Regions from separate parts of the Mus musculus genome. Here region 2 is linked to region 1. A link is a contact called in public Micro-C data. All regions are on one chromosome and are shown on one strand. Each heading gives the region's core, a stretch centred on a gene start, on an enhancer-like site or on the middle of the called end of the contact. The rest is flanking DNA. Distances are from core to core; before and after follow the strand shown. Region 1 overlaps Lrmda (leucine rich melanocyte differentiation associated). Region 2 overlaps Lrmda (leucine rich melanocyte differentiation associated).

What was found. A called contact is a pair of places that touch in the nucleus more often than the background predicts.
Region 2: a Micro-C map of brown adipocytes shows a contact between it and region 1, with 7 times the contacts expected there. The contact joins two enhancer-like sites. A contact is called at or near these places in 5 of 484 Hi-C or Micro-C datasets (beige adipocytes, brown adipocytes, embryonic stem cells and 2 more).

What each region holds. Positions count from the first base shown.
Region 1 is chr14:23,042,570-23,049,176 of GRCm38.p6, forward strand. All of the region lies in intron 6 of Lrmda (leucine rich melanocyte differentiation associated), which reads left to right. The region is part of intron 2 of Gm10248 (predicted gene 10248); the gene reads right to left. Among named protein-coding and RNA genes, the nearest start is that of Gm10248, 49 kb to the right of the region's middle. Within about 2 kb of position 4,027, at least 19 of the 459 cell types and tissues checked have an H3K27ac peak or open chromatin away from gene starts, as enhancers often do. A contact at or near this core is called in brown adipocytes, where this site is marked.
Region 2 is chr14:22,844,627-22,851,233 of GRCm38.p6, forward strand. The region is part of intron 6 of Lrmda (leucine rich melanocyte differentiation associated); the gene reads left to right. Among named protein-coding and RNA genes, the nearest start is that of Gm30926, 47 kb to the left of the region's middle. Within about 2 kb of position 3,100, at least 25 of the 459 cell types and tissues checked have an H3K27ac peak or open chromatin away from gene starts, as enhancers often do. A contact at or near this core is called in brown adipocytes, where this site is marked.

The DNA.
Region 1 (6,607 bases), core at 2,777-5,276:
GATCTATCATCAATCCCAGAAATCTTCTGCTGAGACCTAGGGTATAGGATACAGCCACTACAGCTTGTTTAGCAATGACCTTGAGGCTCGGAATACTGGTTTCAGAGGAGGGACTGGCTTTACACACTTTCTAATGCAATAACTCTAGAAAATCTCTGCATTCTAAGGTGGGTGGGCAGCTTCCCCTGGAGCCCCGTCACTTTAGATACTTTTCACTTATGGAACATTCTGTCTTGTTTTGCCCTATCTTCCCTCTATGGCTGTCCCCATTACTTATTCAAACCAATTTTTAATTGCATAGCATTGTTGGAGGCCGACCAAAAGTTACATCATCTTCCTGGGGTCATGTGGGCTTCAAAGGCAAGAAGAGAAATGGCTCAGGAACACCCCTTCCCTACCCCAGCACCACAGAACATCATGGTGACAGCCTCACTTCTCCTGTCTGCCCCACCTCCTCCATTACAAGTCTTTCTTCTCCTCAACTAACCACTGGTGCACAGGGAGTGTAATATCCACAGTCTTGGCCCTCAATTACCGTAATGGCTTATAATGAGATTTTGGCCAAGTAGCAGGTAGCTGGTTATTGCTTCCTGCTCAGCGTGGGCAATGTCTATGCTGTTAATTTGTGTTACTGAATGTGGCTCAGAGCTGGGCATCAAACTGTCAGAGCCAGATGTATTCTATTAGGCTATACTGGACAATAGGCAATCTTTGTTTTTCCAGTATGGAGGCATGTTAACTTACCACAGGGTGAATCCAGACAAATAAGAGTCAAACTAAAACAAGGGGGTGATATCTTAAGTCATCAAAGTAGTACATTCCAGGGACAGATAACACCTGGCATCACCTACTGTCACTACTGTTTCTCTGCCTGGGACTGCTCCATTGACAGGCAAAAAACAAAACAAAACAAAATAAAACCTTCGTAAGATTGCTGGGGAGACTGGTAACTTCATTAAGTTTTAATGAGGCTAACCCTAATGAAGGCCTTTCTAATGTACTTTGTATTTACTAGGCTTTCATCTTGAGCAAGAAATAGGGTCCAGAAAGTTTCTAGTGCTCTTGTGTGCTTCTTTGTCTTGATGTACACACATGTGTGCATGTATATATACACACATACATAAAAGCATGTGTCAAGAAGGTGGAGGATGGGTAGTTGAAGACATTCAGGAGTACAGTTTGTTAGTGTCCAAGTATTGTGATTCTGCAACAGTAGACTTTTGGACACACACTTTTGGACAGAGAGAGCTAGAGGCAGGGGTGGGAGAAAGAAGAAAGGAAGGAATGAAGAAGGGGGGAGGGGTGGGTAAGAGGAAGGGAGAGACAGACAATGTAAATTTCATTCAATTAGATCAAATATCAACAGATCCTCTTTGTTTTTCTTTGAGAGAGGCAATTTTGACTACCCTAGAACTAAGAAAGATTATGATATCATCTATGGAGAACCAGTTCACTTGGATTTTAATGGAGGGCAGACGGAGTTTGGGTCAGTGTGCTCAGGGAGGAAGCCCTTTAGGGGCTTGAATTACAACAATCTCAGTTGTTACTACATTTGCTTAATTTCGTCTGAGAGTTCCATCCTGCCCCTCCCTGACCTCTTTTCTAAAAACCTGGGTTTATTTTCAATAACTCCTTGGATAAATTTCAGCCCAAGGAAGCACACAGAACTGTAGAGAAAGCCCTGCCTCCACCTTTTGATGCTAGCCCTCGATGAGAACAGATCTGAAACCAAAATGTGAATGTCTTCTTAAGAGCACAGCCAGCACCCCTGTTCACACTCTGCCAGGAAACCCCACTTCTCAGGTGTGTTCATAGAGGGGCCTGGCAGCTTGGAGGAGGAGCAAAGATATCTGGAAAGCTGTTTTCCCAATTCCCCCTGCTCTGTACTTCATAAATCATGTTTTACAGGCTCACCCCCAGTCCTACCCCATTCTCTGCTTTCTTCTCCTGTTAATGCAATCAGCATGCCACTAAAATAAAACCCCAAAATGGGAGAAAGCTTGAATGTCCAAATATTGTGCATCTTTTTTTTTTTCTTATTTCAGTGCTGAAGTTTGAACTAAGGGCCTGATACTGTGCTAGACAAGAGCTGTCCCTCGCTTCAGTCAGTCATTACTTATCTGTTTTAGGTGCCATTTGTTTTCTGGCTGCTCTTGGGAAGCAAATAAAACTTCTATTTACTAGAGTGCAATACAGTAAGATCTTCAACTAGCCAGATTCTTTGTGTCTCTAACTTTAAATATGAATAAAAATGAGGGCATTTACTTTACCAAAGAAAAGGGCAGGGTGGGGAGGGGCCTTTAGGTTGTTCTAGAACAGACTTTCTTAAAGATCATTCTGCAACATTATCTGGGAATTTTCCAAAAGAAACAAATTTCTCGTCCCAGACTCAGACCCACTAAATTGGAAGTTTTGGGGATGGTCCCCATGGAGAGAAAGTCAAGGAGAACCAGTTCCTAGGGAGAGGACACCCAACTCTTTGGCATGTCAAATGTATGGGCTCCGAAGCACCCTTAGGCCATTGTGCTCAGTCCACAAATATCAACTTAGATATGGGGAGACGTCTCAGTGGGAAGCAAACCTGAGGAGTCATGTTCCATCTCTTAAGACAAGCATGCGTGATAAAGCCAGGCATATTGCTATGTACTTATCACCCCAGCCTAGAGAGTCCTGGAAACCCACTGTAGCTGAATGGGTAATCTGTAACCCCCCCCCAAAAGGCTGTCTTAAAAGATAGAATAAATTGAAAAAATGACAGATGAGGCTGCCTTCTGACTTCCATCACCAGTCTATACAAATTATTTGTTGAACACCTAAGATGTAGCTTGGGCTTGGTGGTGTGTGTGTGAATCTGCTGTCTGAACCCTTCTGAAGTCTGTGCAGAGGAAGGATGCTGTGTTTCTGAGTAGCATTCACTTCTCCCACCCCCACCCCCACCCCCATCTTACTTCCTGATTGTGTCATCCTCACTGGTAACCCTCAACTGCAGCCACTCTGGCAAATCTAGTGAGACTGTTGCTTTTATGGGTGAGAGAGAACTCAAAGTTTCCACTTAATCATGAGATAATAATCTAATTAATTAACTGGGCCCCACCTTTCCTTTGTGGCTGCTTTGTCACACGACTGTTACATTGAGAGAATGCCTAGAAAGAGGGCAGGAGCCCTGTCCTGCTTGCTAGGGCTTCTGCTGCACTCTGCGCTGTGTTACTTGGGGTGGAGGGAGAAGAACCAAGTAACTGGTTTTTGTCATCTTGGGTTGAATCCTCTCAATTATTTTCATTCCATGTGATTTTAGTTTAGAATGCCATTTCCTGGACTTTAAAACCAGGTTGGGCTTAATATCTGTGGAAGCTGCACATACCAATGTCTCTTAGAGTATGGGAGGTCACTCGGTTGCTGTTCTCAGTGTGAGTGATGACTCTGGACTAGATATTCTGAGAAGGGACGGAAGACACTCATTGGGTTTTAAGCAAGAAAAACCTGCCTTTAAAAAAGCAGCAGCCATGATTTCTGTGTATTGACCCAATGGTCACTTGAGTCAAAAAATAAAAATAACTTAAAATATGCTCCCAGAGAATGGTAACTCCACGCCAATGGATGTCACTTTTCTTTGGGGGAGTGCCCATGGTACAAGTGCTTTTTGTTTCCTTTTTCTAAGAGAGGATCTGTTTTTATTGGTTTGCATGCTTCTTTATATTTGTGCAGGTAGTATTTAAAAACAAAAAACAAATCCAAAACCAAAGCCCTGAGCTAAAACTAACCATGGCTGGTAAGGAAGACTAGTCCCCTGAAACGGAGGCAGAAGGAACCTAAATGTGTCATAGAGAGGGGGGCCTTTGGTAGCCTCAGTCCCAGATAGCCTTCAGCTCAGATTGGGTAAACATGACATATTGATCATTACAGAACGTGTAATTGGTGACCACAAGCACAGTGTGGCTTTAATGGCCTTCCCTGAATAGTTGCCCTTATTTATTTAAAGAAAGCCGTGGCTGTTTCCTAACTGCATGCTGCCCTCTAGTGGCTACGATTCTGACTTCAAAAGATGAAGTGGAAAGGATAAATACAGAGATATTGGGAGTGGTGGAGGGGGTGTGATTGTGTCTCTGTCTCTGTCTCCCTTCCTTCCTCCCTCTACTTTTCTTTCACCCCTCTACTTCTCTCTCCCTTTCCCTCTCTTTCCCCCTTCTTCCCCTCTGTACTTTCCTCACACACACCCTCTGGCCCCTGTCTCCTTTCTGAAAGATTTCTTCGTTCTCTTGAAACAGAAACATGAAGTCTTCCCACATGAGCACTGTCCATTTTGAATGACAGCCAGGGTGAGATCCATCCAGGAGCTGCTGGAAAGGCACCTGATGAACTACACTTGATTTGCATCCCATCTTAGCGTGCACCTTGGAATCTAGCCCTTCTCACATCCATTATGCCCCTCTTGCTGGCCCACTCTACAGCTCCTTTTGCCCTCCGTGAAGAAGCAGCAAAGGATGAGCCAGTGTCCTGTTGGTGGTGATCTTTGAAGTTCTCGGGAGGCCCTTGTGCCTGTGAAGAAGACTGAACAAATAAATAATACACCTGAAAAATAAGCTATAAAAGCAGAACTTAGCATTATGTGTCTGACTAAAGAGTTCAGGGAAGGACAAAGTAATGCTAACAGCTGGGCGTAAGTAAACTGCTCTTTCGGACATCAGGAAGAAGGGTGTTCTCTGCTCTCATTTTTTATTTGGGACAGAACAGAACTGACAATGCAAAGGCAAATAAGTAAACAAACAAAGCTTGGCCCAGCAAGATTTACAAACTTATTTCTGAAGAGGGAGGGGACTTGTTCAAGCAAGGAAAGTAGATTTGGTCTCTTATTTCTACCATATCTCATTCTGATCAAAATTCTGTGAGTGGAGGTGAGAGATAGATGCTGGCTCCGAGGGTCTTTCATAGAGGGCCTGCTCATATTGCAAACAAATTGGAAAGGACATGTGAGCAAAGGCCCAGTGGCTCTCCTAACTAGGATTCTTAGTGGATACATGTTCTGTGATGGTTCAGAAGGTCTGGAGTATCTTTCACCTGGCCATGATATCCGTGGGCTCAAGGAGAGACAGCAGGGATGGTGCCTGGGCGTCTGATCAATGGACAAGGATGTCTAAAACTTGCATACACAAAGGGAAAACTGGTCTTGCTATGTAGAAAAAGTGTGTGTTTGTGTGTGTGTGTGTGTGTGTGTCCTCCTGTCCTCCCTTTCCTAACTCCTTTTCCTCCTAAGATGACAAGCCTCATTTCAACTGCCCTGGGAGCCCAGAGCATATTTCCTACAGACTCTGCTTTATGACATGTCAACCTGTCTGCTCACTCTCACCCTGAGTTGTCCAGCCTCCCTGGTCTGGAGGCAAGGATGCTTGCCCGTCACAGTCACCTCACTACAGTTAGAGCCTTTCCCCCTGGTGTTGTGCTTCCTTCAGATACAGGGTGAGGCCTGACATGGCCCAGCATCCGGCTGAGCAGGCTTCACAATCTAGACTCTCAAGGGATAGTTATGAACCACCCTTCAGGCCATCTCAGTGTTTGAGCACTGAGGCCAAGCACACATTTCTCTAAGTTTAATCTGAGAGGCTCTTTGTCTGCATCCTAACCTTTGAATTAATGGCCATATTGTGAGATCTGACTCTGTGTTCACTGTGTTTACAGAAAGCATCCTGTCATAACCCCATAACTTGAATCTTGTTTTACATCTAGAATGTCCACATTGGGCTCCAGGTGCTAAGAAACAAATAAAAGCTGTCCTTTAATTTATGATAAGCATTGCCAGTAGAAATAATCAGCCCGAGGAAGAACTGGCATCAATGGAACCTTGAATCTAATATGATTTGTCATAGATAAAAACACTGACCCGCGATTTACATCCCAAGATCTCGAATTCATAGGGTGGGATTAACCTTGGTAGAAATAATGAAAAAAATAAAATGAAATCAGCCAGAGATAAACATGGTAAAATGTGACCAAACTTTCCCAGACAGCTCAACCTCTCCTGCTGTAATTCAACAACACACAAATTTACTCTGGGAAATGGGGCTCTTACCACTAAATGATGGCAGAAAAGATAAGACGTCACTGGACTATATTCATAGTTTGCAAAAGCCGGTAGAGGAATATTACATGGGAATGAAGTCATACTCTTCTGAAAGTAGAAAGGAGAATATTAAGAACAGAAAATATTTGACTTGGTATTTAAGAAGCAAGTAAGGAGTTAAACTGTCAAAACAGAACTGTGCATAACTGGCACCTTCTCAAAGGAAAATTACCAGGCAAGTTTACACATGTTAGCACATGTAAGCCAGAAGCCAAAAATATCCTGCAGGCGAAGATGGCAGCATTCAGTGACCACCCCAACACAGTGGCAGAGTCTAGAATAAGCATCCCCTGGTGCTTCTCATTTGTATAATACTGGATGGCGTGTGTGGAGGTGGGTAGCCAAAAGCAAGGACAATGTCCAGTGCATCCTCCCCAGACATGGGAAGGAGAGCCAGCAAGTGTCCTTGCAGCCGTGGTACCCACACATCTTCAACTGAAAATGCTGACTACAAACCCAGATATCTGCCTCAAGTCTTAGCCTACTAGTTTG
Region 2 (6,607 bases), core at 1,850-4,349, 200 kb before region 1:
GAGGGCCGTGTAGATTAAAACTTCCGAGTGTATATAGATGGATGTGCAAATGTGTGTCGGCTGTCTGGGAGGTCGGCAGTGATGGAAGGGCAAGCCGAGTGGAATCTGAAGATGGATGAATCTGCTAGACTATTACCAAGACTGGCATGGATGTTAGCCAGGAACTGTAAGCAACCTCCTTCAAGCATATGAAATCCATAAGGGTCCATTTCCTAGCCTTTCCCTCCACGGATGATTTTTTACTCGTAATCCCTGGGAGCGCTTCATTTCTATTCTTTGGGCAGAATTGTGGAACACTCACAGACACAGGCAGGCTACCAATCTCATTCTTCTGTCCCCTAAACAAAGCAAAGGGGGAAAAATGGATTTTTACTTCCCCTCCTCCACAACCTTACCTCAGTAAACTGGAAGGAGAAAAGTGGACCTTTTTTTTTTTTTCATTTTTTTTTTCTCAAAAGTCTAAGTAAAACGTGGAAGTAAATGTCTCCTTACAATAAAAAAGACCATGAGACCTAGACTGTGCAGTATGAAAGAGCCGACATGTTCTAATGACGTTAGGACTGCAGGCCGATTCTTCAAGGCTTTCTGCTTATTTGTGAGAGGGTATCTGTGACAGGATCTTACCATGTATTTCAGGCCAATCTTGAACTCATGATCCCCTTACCGCAGCCTCCTAGTGCCTGCACTACAGATAGGAGCCACTACAGGGGGGCCGATTCTTAGCCCTTTGTTATAAAAGGCAAACTGAGATGTGCTCACACATGACTCAAAAGGACATGATTCCTAGGAGCAAAGGTCACTGGAGGGATCTCCCAGCAGGCCTGTCGTTCCTATCTACTGCATCCATCACCTCTGTTTGAATGTGAGAATTCAGAAATTCATCTGTCTCTGAAGCATTTATGTCTGGATGAGGAACTACTGTGTGTGACACAATGGCAGGAAGCCAACGCCCTATGCATTAGACAACTTAATGTGAGAGTGCTTGATAGAACGCACATGTGCAGGGCATCACTGGAGGAGGGAGTCAGGGAAGAGAGGCGTGGCCATTTAGAGGATTTTGAGTGTGAGCTTTGAGGAACCTAGAGGGATGCAGTAGGGGAGAGGGCAAAAGAAAGGCATTCCAGAGAAGAGATGTGGGTGAAGAAGCAGGAGATAAGATTAGATGGAACTGACAAGTTGAGGATACAGTTCCTTTATACATAATGGCCCCAAATTGTTACCAGTCTTGACCAGACTGGGGGGGGGGGCTATATTTATTTAAAAAGAGCTTTGTGTATGTGGTTGTGAAAGGGTCTCGCTCTTTAGGTGAGGCTGACCTTGAACACATCATCTCTTGCCTCGGCCTCCTTAGACCTTCGATTCTTGGATTGTAAGAGATTTGGTCCCATATGACTCCGGAAAGGACACAGAATCCTGTGAGTGCTGTAGGCTTGTGAAATGGCATATAGGAAGTCAAGACATTGCAAACAGAAGGATTTGGAGTCCAGATGGCCACTGGAGGATGACAGCCATGGGAGTTTGCCCTTGGTTTAAAAGTTTTTGATTTCTTGATACCAGGCTAGAGTCATTGTGCTAGAAATAAGGCTTCTAGCAAAGGTAATGTAGATAATAACATCTTAACAGATAGGGCAGACAGCAGGAGTCAGACAGACTGCCAGTGGCCAAAAGTGGGACATATAAGGGGACCTTGTGGCAGCCATAGGATTCCTGTTTGGGGCTGTCAATGTTCTTACTCACCATGGCTCAGGCGTTAAAGGAAATGAGCTTTTCTATCTCTCTTTATCAGAGCATTTGTAATTTGGCCTTTGAGCCTGAAATGTACAACTCTGCCCTCAGTTAGGATAGTTGAAGTATCCCAGTCTTCAGTGATCCAAGCGACTGGCAGAAGAGGCAGAGAATGAAGGAAGGAGCCTGAGATGCATTCTGCAGCAAGTTCAAGAGGCTCGGAGGCTGAGTATGTTTGGGGCAGTCTTCTGTGTGGGAAGCTGTGGTCTGGTTCTGTTCCCCATCTCTGTTCCTTTCCACAGGATTCTCTCCTGCCACTCAGGCGTGCACTACAATCTGGCCTGTTAAATGGAAGACTGAGTAATTTAATGTTCTGAATCCTGTGGCTACTACAGGAACAAACATACAGTAAGCAGGCAAAGCTGAGATGAGAATTGTTCTTATTCTATCCTTTGGCCTGCAGTTGAGTTACATTCATTTAAAAGGGAATAGATGCCCAGCAACTTTTATTGCTCAGCAGTGAGCTCGTGGAAAGAAGTTACGGGATGCCAGTGCTTTTGCTCTAGATTGTTCTGCTGAAAGCTGAGCCTGCGAGTTACATTCCAAGTTCCAGATACTTCTAACTCAGTTTCCTCGTGTCTTCTACAAAACTTTACCCACTGCCCTGGGATTTTCCACATGTAGTGATTTTACAACTCCCCCACCTTTTTTTTTGGAACAAATAAACAAACATCTGGAATCATGCAGTACATTTAATTTAAAAAGTTTGCATTTGGCCAGAGATGGTAAAATCATGAAAAATGGCCTGTCGGTAAGCCCAAGAAGGCCAAAGGATGACGTCGTTGGCTGCAACTGGGTTGAAACTGGGGGAAGCAAACACCTGTTCTGTGCAGCTTGCTGTCCTCCAGTGTCCTTGTCTCAGCCATTAATATTTACGGCTCTGCTTTTCTCTTCATTCTATTGAATTTTCTCTTTGGCTAGGGCTGGTCAAGGAAGAAGGCTGTCAGTTTTCCAATAACCCTTGGATTTGTTGGGATGTGTGTGTTTTATAAAGGGTGTGGTATTAGGAGGTGGTGGCTTTTCATTTCCCTTCCTCAGAGTTCCACGTGATTCAGGTCACTGCTGGGGTCTGTTTCTGCTTCTGCCATCAGTGTGTGGTGCACAAGTTTCACAAGATGTAGTAACAGGTGGAACCTGGCCAGGGACACTCCAGAGATGCAGGAGCATGGCCATCAGCTTTGCTACCAAGAACCCTACAATCTAATTGGACACAGAAATTACCCTAGGAAGAAGAGACCACACTGGACAGAAGGGTGAGGAACAGAGTGTGGAAAGAAAAATTATGGCCAGTATGCTGTAAAAATCTTTGTTGACTTTGTTTGCAGTTCTAAAGTTGAGCAAGACTTGATTCTGTAACTTGGGTTACAAGTACCCAAGAGAGCTGAGTTAGAGGAAATTGTTTGTAAGGTCATAGAAGGACTGCAGAAAGCAGAAATAAGGACCCAGTAGTCATTGATCATTTCAAGTTGACTTTTTGTTTGTGACTCAGAAACTGAATAATAGAAAATTAGCTGACTGCTTCATGTAATGTTACTTCATGGCTCCTTTGGTAGTGGTAAGGATTAAAATGGAAGGAAGTGTATTATGACCACTGATTGAATTAATTTGTGCAGTGGTTCTCAACCTGTGAATCTTGACCCCCTTGGGGGGGGTCACATATCAGATATTCTTCTTATCAGATATTTACATTATGATTCATAACAATAGACAATAATCAAAGTTATGAAGTAGTAACAAAATAATTATATTATTTGGGAGGTGGTCACCAAAACACAAGGAGCTATATCAAAGGGTCTCAGCCTTAGGAAGGGTAGTAACCACTGCTTAGAAAAGCAACAGTAACAGCAATAATGTGGCTCCTATCTTTCCTGATTTCTGGAAAACCCACAGAGCACAGTTTCCCTTTAGAGCTTTAGTGTGGCTGACTCTATTTTTATTTTTATCCTGTGTTATGGGGGCCCAGTGCAGGAGCTTATTGCAAAATAATGGGTTTCTCTGGTGTTTATTTAATAGAATAGTTAAGATAGAAGGATTGCGAGGAAGCCTTTCGTGGGGACTGAGTAGAAAACACCTGTGGGTGCTTTGAGGGTGTGAAAGAGATGCCCTTCTGACCTTATTTCCAATAGTAACCACAGCAGAAGTAGGAAATGGGCCCTTTCTAGCAGGAGCTAGTTATGGTTGTTCTACTTTTCTGTCTATCTTTTCTTCTTCAAATGTGTCTAGGGTGGAGTAAAGTAGTTTTGTTTGCATGGCAAGAGAAGAACATCAAGTGATTTGACTTTGCCGAGTACACTTAGATATTTCTCTCAGCTGAGGATGTGCACCAGGGTGAGGCTATTCCAAAGATGGTACAGAAGACCTTCTTTTTAGAGAGAATACATAGGAAGTGGCCAGGGGCTAAAAGCAAGGGGAGGCTCTTTTAGGTTAGTCCTCAAGAAAGAAGGGATGTCCTTGAACTCAGACAGGATCTGCTGATGGAGACCCGGGAATTGCTATTCCCTGAAGCCTGGTCCTGAAGGATGTGTTCATTGCCTTTGAGGTAGCCTGAAGGAAGTAGAATGCAGCTTTCGCAGCTTTCAAATCCTGACAGGGTTTGATCAAGGATTCTCTCATGTCGAGGCTAGCTGTACTTTTTCATCAAATGAAAGCAGGGGTTTTCCCCTTGACCCCTCTGGACTTCTTCTGCAAACACAAAGAGATGTAAGACCATCCTGGAACAAGGCCCCAGTGTTGCCAGAGGAGTTCCTGGCCCTCAGTAATTTATTATTTTTGTGCATCTGTTTCCCTAAATACTCTCTGCAGAAGCATTAACATGAGAATAAAAGAGTATAAGAACTTGGAATTTTCCATTTGTGGCTTCCTTAGTCTAGTAGGTCAGAGTTCTGTCCCTGGGGATGGGATGCGAACTCTTTCTGCTATTGCAAGGCAAGGCTTTCTCAATTCTATGACAAAAGGGATGGGGAGCCAGGAAAATAATGCAATGCTAATTCCCCAATACAGACTACCCCAAGGTCCCTGTATAAATTGTTACACCCCCACTTCTATTCCCACCTTCCCCCCCGGGGGGGTATCCTGTATTGTTAGGAAGGACATCTGTGGGAGAGCAATAAAACATCTCCTCCTTGGTGGATTAGCTTTTTATTCCTTATTTATCTTTCTGTAGCTCATCAGTTCCCCCCACATCAAGTCAAGTCCAAGAGGATAAGACACAGTCCATTTTGGTTTTGATTAAGGCAACCATGCAATGATACTCTCCACAAATTTTGTTTTCTCAAGGGAAAGCTCTCCTTCTTATGTCTAATTTCTCACTGCCTTCATCTGCTCCTTTAGAATCTCTGTGGAACTTTTGCCTCCTGCAGTGCTGAAATCAAATAATCAATGTCTCTTGGAGAATGCTAGGCAGGATAGGGAAGGCTGACATAGACGGACCAATCAAAAGCCAAGCAGGACTTAGAAAACATATTCCATAGGCAGCCTTCTTCTTGCAGACCCCTAGAAGGTATTGATTTGCCTAGGAGATGTCCCAGTGAGCCTTTGGGGTGTGCAAGGCACTGTCTGAAGTATGGCATCCCATAATGCAGCACGGAGGCTTAGAACTACAGGTCACTGGGAAGCCGCTGAGGTGCCTCACAAGTGGAACCTTTCTTTCTCTTGTCGCCCTGCCTCCTTCTCCAAATCCCATTGCTCCCATGTCCAAGACAAGCCACGCAACTAGAATCCCTGTTTTCTAAGGCATGTCATAGATCAGAACCACCTTTCCCCAGAGTCAGTCATGAAGCCTAAAGTTAGGGTGCTAACCTTCCCTAACCCTTCTGAGTAAGAACATAAAGAAATTATCTGACTGACATTTCCACAGGGCATAGTACGTGGTTCTTACTTCAGAGACCCCTGCCCTACATCTAAGAGAGAAAAAAGCCTACAAGTTAAAAAGCCACACACCAATTTAAGAACAATTGCAAGCAAAGCTTTTTAGGTTTCCTTCTCTTTGGTCCATAGCCAGGCTATGCTCTTCTGGCTCAGTTACATTTCTATAGGGCTTTCTATTCATTACTGAAAATGTGCATAGAAAACTGAATGCTTTTTCTCTCTTTCTGTTGAAGACTTCCTTGTCACATTAAAACTTTTGGTAAATAAACTTGCGTGTATTCCACTTAGCTCTTCCTTCTTGCAAAAGGGTTTTGCCATGATGGTCACAGTGAGTGAGAAAATTTGCCCCACCATTCTGTCCCAGGACTCACTCGGTATGAGAGAGAATCAGAAATGTTGCTAAATGCCAAAGCACCAAACAATGCCGTAGAGACACTGAACAAGATGGCCATGGAAGCAGAGGATAATATGTGATCTAAGGTATATGTGATCTAAGCCTGGCTGAACAATCTCAAGGACCAGAGCTTATAAGACCTTTGTTCTTGGTGAAACTTAGGCACTTTATTTTTTATTTACTTATTTATCTATCTATTATTTTATTTTTATTCTTTGCTAATATATTAGAATCCAACTGCAGTTTCCCCTCCCCCCTCTGCCACTCCTCTCCCTTAGATTTTCATCCCAATCGAGGGATAACAAACTCCAATAAGAGCAGGCATGCACCATCCCATCAAGGCTAGATAAGGCAACCCAATAGAGGGAAAGGTTCTCCTATAAGGTATTTGTAGAAGCAGGACAAAGAACGTATGGGGTGATGTCACAGTGATTACAGTAGCTGCAGTATAAATACAGTGTTCTTAGTCCTGGTCCCTAGGACCCACATGAAAAACTGCATGCAGAGGTGCATGCCTCTAACCCCAGTGTTAGAGGGTGGGAATGGAAATGAGCAGATTCT